Regions from separate parts of the Mus musculus genome. Here region 2 is linked to region 1. A link is a contact called in public HiChIP or PLAC-seq data. All regions are on one chromosome and are shown on one strand. Each heading gives the region's core, a stretch centred on a gene start, on an enhancer-like site or on the middle of the called end of the contact. The rest is flanking DNA. Distances are from core to core; before and after follow the strand shown.

The links. HiChIP or PLAC-seq counts read pairs in DNA pulled down with a chosen protein or histone mark.
Region 2: a contact with region 1 is called in an H3K27ac HiChIP or PLAC-seq map of SST interneurons, with 3 times the contacts expected there. The contact joins the enhancer-like site here to the promoter of Coa4 in region 1. A contact is called at or near these places in 8 of 39 promoter capture datasets (the C10 cell line, the HPC-7 cell line, HPC-7-derived erythroid cells and 4 more), 2 of 15 datasets of contacts at CTCF or cohesin (large pre-B cells and pro-B cells), 12 of 484 Hi-C or Micro-C datasets (B cells, the Ba/F3 cell line, CD8 T cells and 6 more), 14 of 115 datasets of contacts at active chromatin or transcription factors (the 230-238 cell line, SST interneurons, differentiating embryonic stem cells and 10 more) and 1 of 9 other capture datasets (pancreatic islet).

The regions. Positions count from the first base shown.
Region 1 is chr7:100,534,935-100,538,910 of GRCm38.p6, forward strand. It overlaps Coa4 (cytochrome c oxidase assembly factor 4), which reads left to right and starts at 2,166. Exons shown (of 2, transcript NM_183270.2): 1 at 2,166-2,258. It overlaps Gm39058 (a long non-coding RNA gene), which reads right to left and starts at 2,185. Exons shown (of 2, transcript XR_869836.2): 1 at 1,870-2,185; 2 at 657-777.
Region 2 is chr7:100,893,031-100,897,006 of GRCm38.p6, forward strand. The region is part of intron 1 of Arhgef17 (Rho guanine nucleotide exchange factor (GEF) 17); the gene reads right to left. Among named protein-coding and RNA genes, the nearest start is that of Mir3102, 13 kb to the left of the region's middle. Within about 2 kb of position 1,726, at least 124 of the 459 cell types and tissues checked have an H3K27ac peak or open chromatin away from gene starts, as enhancers often do. A contact at or near this core is called in CD8 T cells, SST interneurons, differentiating embryonic stem cells and 6 more, where this site is marked.

The DNA.
Region 1 (3,976 bases), core at 916-3,415:
TAAACAGGCATGGCGGAACATTACCGTCAAAGGCACACCTTTGCTGAGTCTACCAATGACTTGGAGAGCATCAGGATCATGTAGCTATCCGAAGGAGCTATATGGTAGGACCAGTTCTCAGTGCTGTGCCATTTACAGGACATAAAGCTTGCCTGTTATCCACAGTAAATCCTTCTAAAGCTGTAAGCTCTGGGACCCTATCCAGACCAGTTCCTTGGCAAACAGGCTGCCAAATGATGGATGGTTTCCTTGTACATCACAAAAGAATGTCTCAAAAATAAAAACTTGCGGGTAAGTTAGGGCAGTTTTGATCCCAGCACTTTGGCAGTAAAGGCAGGTGGATGTTTGTGAATTCAAGGCTAGCTTGATCTAGAACATTTCAGGCCTGACAGGGCAACATAGTGAGACCTTGTCTCAAAAATAATAAATAAATAACTTTCATATTTATCTCTTTGAAGACCCAATTTAGGCATCTGTACAGATGATACACTTATGTAATTGACCCATAGGAACACCACCACCACCACCACCACACACACACACACACACACACCCCACATACCTATATTGGAAGTCAGTTGAAACTGAGGAAAGCAAACTGACTTTGGAGGAAATACAATGAAAGACTGACTATAAATCAAACCACAAAGCCAGGCTGTGGTGGCACATGCCTTTAATCCCAGCACTTGGTAGACAGTGGAAGGAAGATCTTGGAGACTGAGTTCAGCCTAGTCTATAGATCAAGTTCCAGGATAGCCAGGGCTACACAGAGAAATCCTGTTTCAAAAAAAAGTTTTAGAGGTGAAGTTCATTATATGTAGAGAAAGTTGCTAAAGTAATTTTATCTTGTTTACTGGTTATAAAGTAGAATTTTATCTTCTCTGATGACAGGTGAAAATCACCAGACATAGATATATGATAAATACACATATATGGTAAATACATATATAAGTACATATATGCTTGATGATCTATATGTATTTATCATAAATATGTGTGATGATCTTCACTTATCATAGTAAAGAACTAAGCTTCAAGGTTGGTCCCGGTGGCACACACTTGTCATTGCAACACTCGGAGAGCTAAGGCAGGAAAGCCACAAGCTTGAGGCCAGCCTGAACTACATATTCAAGGCTAGCTACTACACACAGTAGCTACTGCTACATAGTGAGACCCTATCCCCCCAAATACAAATAAAATACCCAAAACAAAACCAAAAATAGATACAAAACATAATAATGGTATGTGAAATGACAGATAATCAATAAAATGAGCTTTTCTCACAGAATTTAGGAAGGTTGATTGTGTGTGTGTGTGTGAGAGAGAGAGAGAGAGAGAGAGAGAGAGAGAGAATTCAATGGTCAGGAATGACACAGAATGCCATTCAGAGGTAAAAGAGGATTAGAGTTGTCTGGATATGGCTAGGTGCAATAACTCACTTTCCACCCTGAAGCCTAGAGAGATGGAAAGTTAAGAAAAGGGTCTCCAGGGAGCTTGTGTGCACTGTCAATGAAAGTGGGGAAGAGAAGGCAGGCAGAGTGAGGAAAGATCAATCCCTTGGCCCCTGCAAGATGGTTCCTGAGTAAAGTTGCCAGCCACCATACAACCTGAGTTCAAGACCAGGACCCACATGTTAGGACAGAATCAATTCTTGCTGTTCTCTGCTCTCCACACGTGTACCTCAACGCCACACATAAATACACAAATGTAAATAGAAAATGCCTCTTCCTTTCACTTCAGCAATTAGGGCATTCTAGATCCTAGTTATGGCATGGGACACACTGTGCATACATGTTTCTTTGTTTTACTTGGGAATGAAAAATGTCCCATTTGAAATTCCTTTTCTGGATCCTGTGCCCTTCAGCTTACTTGGCAACCCATGCGGTAACACTTCAGACATGGGTCCAGTCAGAGCTCTTGCTGATGAAAAGGCATAATGGCTACCCGCCTCCTCCGTCACTCTCAGGTGGCCTGGAGTCACCTGAGGGTGTGTACACAGTCTCTCAGAACGATCCAAGGTGCCTTCCCTAGGATCCGGTCTCCATTGGTCCGCTCCTTCCGCCCTTTCCCGGAAGAGGCGGGCTGAAGGCGGGCTCTACACGGAGAGTTCACCAATGGGAATTGCAGAGGGCTCTGTTCTTCCGCGTGTGTGCTCCCGCTGGGTCGGCTTCCTGCGGAGAGAACAGGGGGCGTCCTTATTGCCTACGAATCCCCGCGTCTGGGGCGGAACGCGCTCGCACGCTCTTCTGCACCTGCGGGTGAGCACTGCGCACGCATCCCTACACCGGATGCACAGTGGGGACGGCGGGAGTGCTCCTGAAACTGGGAGAGGTGCTTCAGGGGACTTGGATGCCTGTATTTCTCTCCTTCCTCTTCCTTGTCATGCCTTACTAGAAGGCCTTGCCAAGCTGTCAGGCATCTAGCCTGCCCTTATTTCTAAGCATGGGTTGAACTCATTTTATTCAAGGAGTACCGAGGACAACATGTATTGGACATATACTGCAGTGCTATTTACAAAGTCTACCTAGTGAATCTTAAAGCGATTTTATTTTGTGTGTGTGTGTGTGTGTGTGTGTGTGTGTGTATGATTTGTTGACGGCCCTACCTAATAATACAGGTCTCCAGGCAAAGACATTTACCCTTTTATTGTGCCTCCGTAGCGGTGAGGTTTATATAGAGAAGTGCTTAAATCGTCTTGTGACCTACCCCTTTTCCTCATGATAATAGTCTTAAACTCCTAACATGGGCTGCAAAGCTTTGCTGATCAATCATTTACTTATTTCTGCCAATTTTCATTTCCTGCTCTTCTGGTTTCTCCAGTTACTGAAGTGTTTTACGAGGCTGAGAATCAAATTCAATTTACTTTTCCACGTTGGACATTTGTACTACTACCAAACTACATTTTCAGCCCAGTCATCGAACTTGTGATTCCTCTCATGTGTCTACCTCTAGCCAGAAATAGTTTTCCCATGTTTGGCTAACTCATTCATCCTTGAGTTTCATCCTGGAAGTCAGGTTCTCTAGAAAGTCTTGACAGATTAGACCTGCCTCGTTTTCCCAGCTGTCTGTACATACTGTTGTAAACTTCCAGTTTACTTGCCTAGATTGTAAACTCCATGAGGGCAGGAATTGTCTCTAGCTTGGTCTTGTTTGTATACTCTTTTTTTTTTTTTTAAAGATTTATTTATTTATTATATGTAAAGTACACTGTAGCTGTCTTCAGACGTACCAGAAGAGGGCATCGGATCTCATTACGGGTGGTTGTGAGCCACCATGTGGTTGCTGGGATTTGAACTTCCGATCTTCGGAAGAGCAGTCGGGTGCTCTTACCCACTGAGCCATCTCACCAGCCCTTGTATACTCTTAATATAGTAGCCAACACACAACACAGTAACCACCTATTAATGAATAAGACAGAAAAGAGGCATTTAGCGCCTTTATACCCCGTCGTAACAAACTTTTTGCAAAGGTTGAAGTTATCTCTATTGAAGCCTTTCCTGAGTTCTCTCTTGCTGCATTCTGTAGGGTTCTCTCTTGCTGCATTCTGTAGGGTTCTGAAACAGATGATCTTTGGGAAGCAGTCTGGGCAAATAAGCTCACATTTGGATATTGCTGACTAAACAGCCTCATACCACACAGACCCATCTTTTGCCTCAGCCTCCACGTGATTTATGCTACAGCTACACTGAGCTCCTCAGTTCCCCCCACCAGTCAAACCTGCATGTACTTGGGCTGTCTTCCAAGTGTTCAACCTTACTCTTCTGAAGAGAAGAAGAAAGGCTGTTTCTTTGCTTGGGTTTTTTTGTTTGCTTGTTTTGTTTTGAGGTAGATCAGAAATGACATCTCCAAAAAAGATGGCATGTTTTGTTTAACTTGCATTCCACTAGCAGACTCCATTGAGCTTAGATACTTTTATCTCAACTCATCAAACCATTTTGCAGGCCCTTTCTCTGTCAGGTCATGTGCTGGCGGCCCT
Region 2 (3,976 bases), core at 476-2,975, 360 kb after region 1:
TGGCCCTGCTGCCATCCTCCTTCATGAAAAGGAATAAAAACCCTTTGTTCCTGGTACCACACAGGCTCCATGTTCTGCAGTGGGGAGCAGGGAGGTGCCCCCCACACACAGCGACCCTAGCTGTCCCTTCTCATTCCACTTCCCTGAGACTTCACTGGAGGTTTTCTGACCGACAGGAGAGCCAGACCAGGCTTTGGGCCACACTGCTACTGTCCCCTGCCCACACTCACTGGCCAGCCACCCCCAACCTGGGTCATGGTCAGAGAAGTTTCCTGAGGGGGAGGGCTGGCACTGAGCCGGTTGGCCGGGAGACTGGGGGTAGAGGGAGCTGACGCTGCAATGCAGCCGCCTCTCCCGGCCTCCTCCCCACTGCAAAGCACAGTGGGCTGTCATTCAGCTGTCAGGTAACGCACAGAAAACAAGGCCAGCTCCTTGTCACTGCGTGGAGCACCCTCTGCACGTGTCCGGACACGGGAGCAGTGCAGGGGGGCGGGGGACAGGGGAAGCAGGAGATGGAGGGACAAAGCAGCTGTCAACCAGATCGGCAGGCCCACCTGTTCCAGGCTGGCCAGCCCTTCAGCCTGCTTCCCTCGGGATCCCCTAACCCTTCAGTAGCCACAGACAGGACCCTGGCATGGGGACCAAGGGGGCCCGTGGGAAGGTGGACACGGCAGGAACTTGGTAAGGGGGACTCTCCTGTCATTAAACCCAAAGACAGCGTGAAGAAAGATTCATAGAGAGGCTATGAAGGCCAGATGCCCCACATCAAGACAAAAATGAAGCCTAGTTATCCAGCTGCGAGGTAGGCCCTTTTGCCCAGACTCCTGGAGCATTGGAGACACGTATGCAAAACACAGTACAGTACCCGGATTAGGCCTAGTCCCCATTGTGCCCATAGCACGGAACAGAGTCAGGGCCCAGACAAACACAAAAACAAGGCAGCATCCCTGGTCCCAGCCTCCTCCAGTTTCCAGAAAGGCCACTGGAGGCAGAGATGGGGACAGGCCCCAGGGTCCCAGTGGCAAAGTGGTGGTGCAGTTGGGGCCCTTCAACCCTGAGGGAGGTTGTAAATCTGGCTTTCCTGGGGACCCAAGGTGTCCCAGGAACAAATCTGCTTTCACCTGACCCATTTGACAAGAGAGTACTGTCTTGGGCCTTGACCCTGCCAACCCAACTAGTGCAGCCAGAGTTGGCTGTGCCGGTTGGCCATGGGGAGGAGGCTCATCAATCTCTCTGCCTACATCTGAGGTCAGCTCTCCTCAACCCGGGCACTGACAGGCAGGCAGGTCCTGGTTTCTGAGCTAAGTTCCAGGCCCTGTTCTCCAGCATCGGCCTACGCTACCCCATCTCCTGGGTCTGCAGCATCCTAGGCCAAGACCCAAGTTCCCGGCTGCCCCTCCCCCTCCCAGTACCTGGGCCTCCCCCGGCTCCTCCGCGGTGTCAGAGCCCCCGTCCCCGCCCCCGGCGGACTCCCCGGAGGCGGCGGCCGAGCCCAGATCGCGCATGTCTTCCAGCGCGATGGTGAACTGGGCCAGGGTCTTCACCATCTGAAGCATGCGGCCGGGCTGCCGCCGGGGCGGGTACTGCGCAGAGTCGGAGGGCCCCCTCCCACCCGCGCTCCTCGGGGGCCTTAGCCCCGCCGCGGTGGTGGTGGCGGCTTGAGTAGCAGCGTCAGTGAGGGCGCAGCCCGCGGTGGCGCTGCGGCCTCCTCCGCGCAGGGAGTGCGCGCGGCGTCGCAGGGGGAGAGTCCCGCCCTCTGCGCGCCGCCCCTTCTCCCGCAACAGGCTCAGTGCCTCGGGACCTCGCACCCCCGCCTCAGGACACAAGTCACACACACTCGCGGATAAAGACGCGTCCACAGTGTATCTAGTGCGCACACACAGATCTACACCCAGGAGCCATGGATGAATAGAGCTGGCATAGAACAGGCCCGGGGGGGGGGGGGTAGGGTAGGGTCAAGTGCACTCTCACATACAGATCCCCAATTCCTGACACCCAGGAGCCTGACCCACCATCTTTCACAATAATGCGACTTTCTTGATCAACAACTGCAGTGTGGCAGACGCAGGCACCGTTCCATGTAGGTATCAAATACGGGATGGCTGAAAACCTCACTGGCCCCAGCCAGTGAGAGAGGGATTTGAGTGTGATAGAGAGAGGCTGTCACACAAATCACCCACATTAAGTCACCCCTATCCCTACCACCATCTCCCCCAGGTGTTCTCTACCTGGCTCCAGTCCTGTTCCCTTCCAGTGCCTCTCCCCAAGACCCTCACTGGGAAAGCCCCACCCCCACCCCCAAATCTGCCCTCCACCAACTTCCTGGCTTTTGTTTAAATGTGATCCTCCATCTTCTGGCTCCTTCCACAAATGCCAGGACGAGGCTAGAATCTACTCCAGGGTCCATTTAAGTAGGACTGGGGTGTGGTGAGAAACAACTTTGACACCAAATCCCACTGGGCACCAGGAAGGGGGTCCATACTGTGTCTTACTCCTCACTAGCTCCACCTCCTTCAACATTGTGGGTTCCCACACTCACCAAGCTTGCATCTGACTCCCTCTCTCCAACCCGTTCTCTCTGGATTTCCTGAGCAGTTAATGAACCTCGATCACACAAGCTAGGCTCACCCTTGTTCCCACTCCTACACACTTCTTTGTTTCACCCTAGCCAACTCTCTGTGTCTAGAAAAGTCACCTCTCCCTTGCCTGGGGGCCTTGACCTAAGCCCGTTCCCTCTCCTTAGCAACCAATGTCTTCACTCAACTGCTCTACACAATGTCACCTCTTCTAGGAAGCCCTCCGGTCTTCGAGGTAGGTGTTATGTGCCTGTTCTGTGTTCTCCAAGATCTTCAGTTTTCTTATCTTAACCACAGATAGTCTGTAATAATGGATTGATGCCCACCTTCACCCAGGAGACTGCTGGCTCCCTGAGGTAAGGGTTCTTGGTAAGCCAAGGCACTGAACACACGTAACAGACGGTTGGTCTCAATAGCTTTGCTTTTCCCCTTGGCCAGTCAGCATGGGTACATTTCTGAGCATCTTTTCAGTGTGGAGGTCCCTGCATCCCTCTATCCAGCCCTGCTTCATTAGCCCAGACTCCACACCCCATTCTAAGGAACTTAAAAAAAAATACTTGCATATTTTTAATCTACATGTATGAGTGTGTTGCCTGCATGTATACCTGCTTGGTGTCTATGGAGACCGGAAGAGGGTGTTGGACCCTGGCACCCATACCAGGGACCCCCCCCACCCAAGGTCTCATGTAGCCTAAGGGCCATGTAGTGGAGGAGGACCCTGAACTGACTCCTCTGTAAGCACCTTCCCAGTTCTGGGACTACAGGCATGCACTACCGTGCCTGGTTTGTAGCATGCCCCCGCTTGGATCCAGGGTCTTGTGTATGCCACACAGGTAATGCACCAACTTAGTTTGTCCCTAGCACCTTTAAGTTTTGCTACCGGTACTGAAGATTGAACTTGAGGCCGTCTGCACACCGAGCAAACGGCGGGTGGGCTTTCTTTCTTCCTGTGATGCTGTCTGTTTGAGCCTGAGTCTTCCTACGCAGCTCAGGTTAGCCTCAAACTCATGACCCAGGTAGGGATGGAGCTTAGTGGCAGGGGGTTTGTCTAGCCTGTGTGAGGTTATGGGTCTAGTCCCCAGAACTTTTTTTTTTTAAGTGCATATAACTTCTGTCTAGGCAAGATGGCGAACGCCTATAACCCCAATACTTGGGAGGTGGAGGCAGAAGGCTCAGCAGTTCAAGGTTATCCTTTGCTATATATAAGTTCAAGGCCAGCCTGGGCTACAAGAGGCCCCGTCTTAGGAGCAAAACAAAGCAGGTCTGGGAATATTCTTCACTGGAAGAGCTCTTGCCTGGACTATAAGGCCCCAGGTTCAGTTACCAGCACTGAAAACAAGCCCACAAGAAGCCCCTGATTCTCCTGCCTCCTCCTGAGCACTGGCAGTACCAGCATGCAC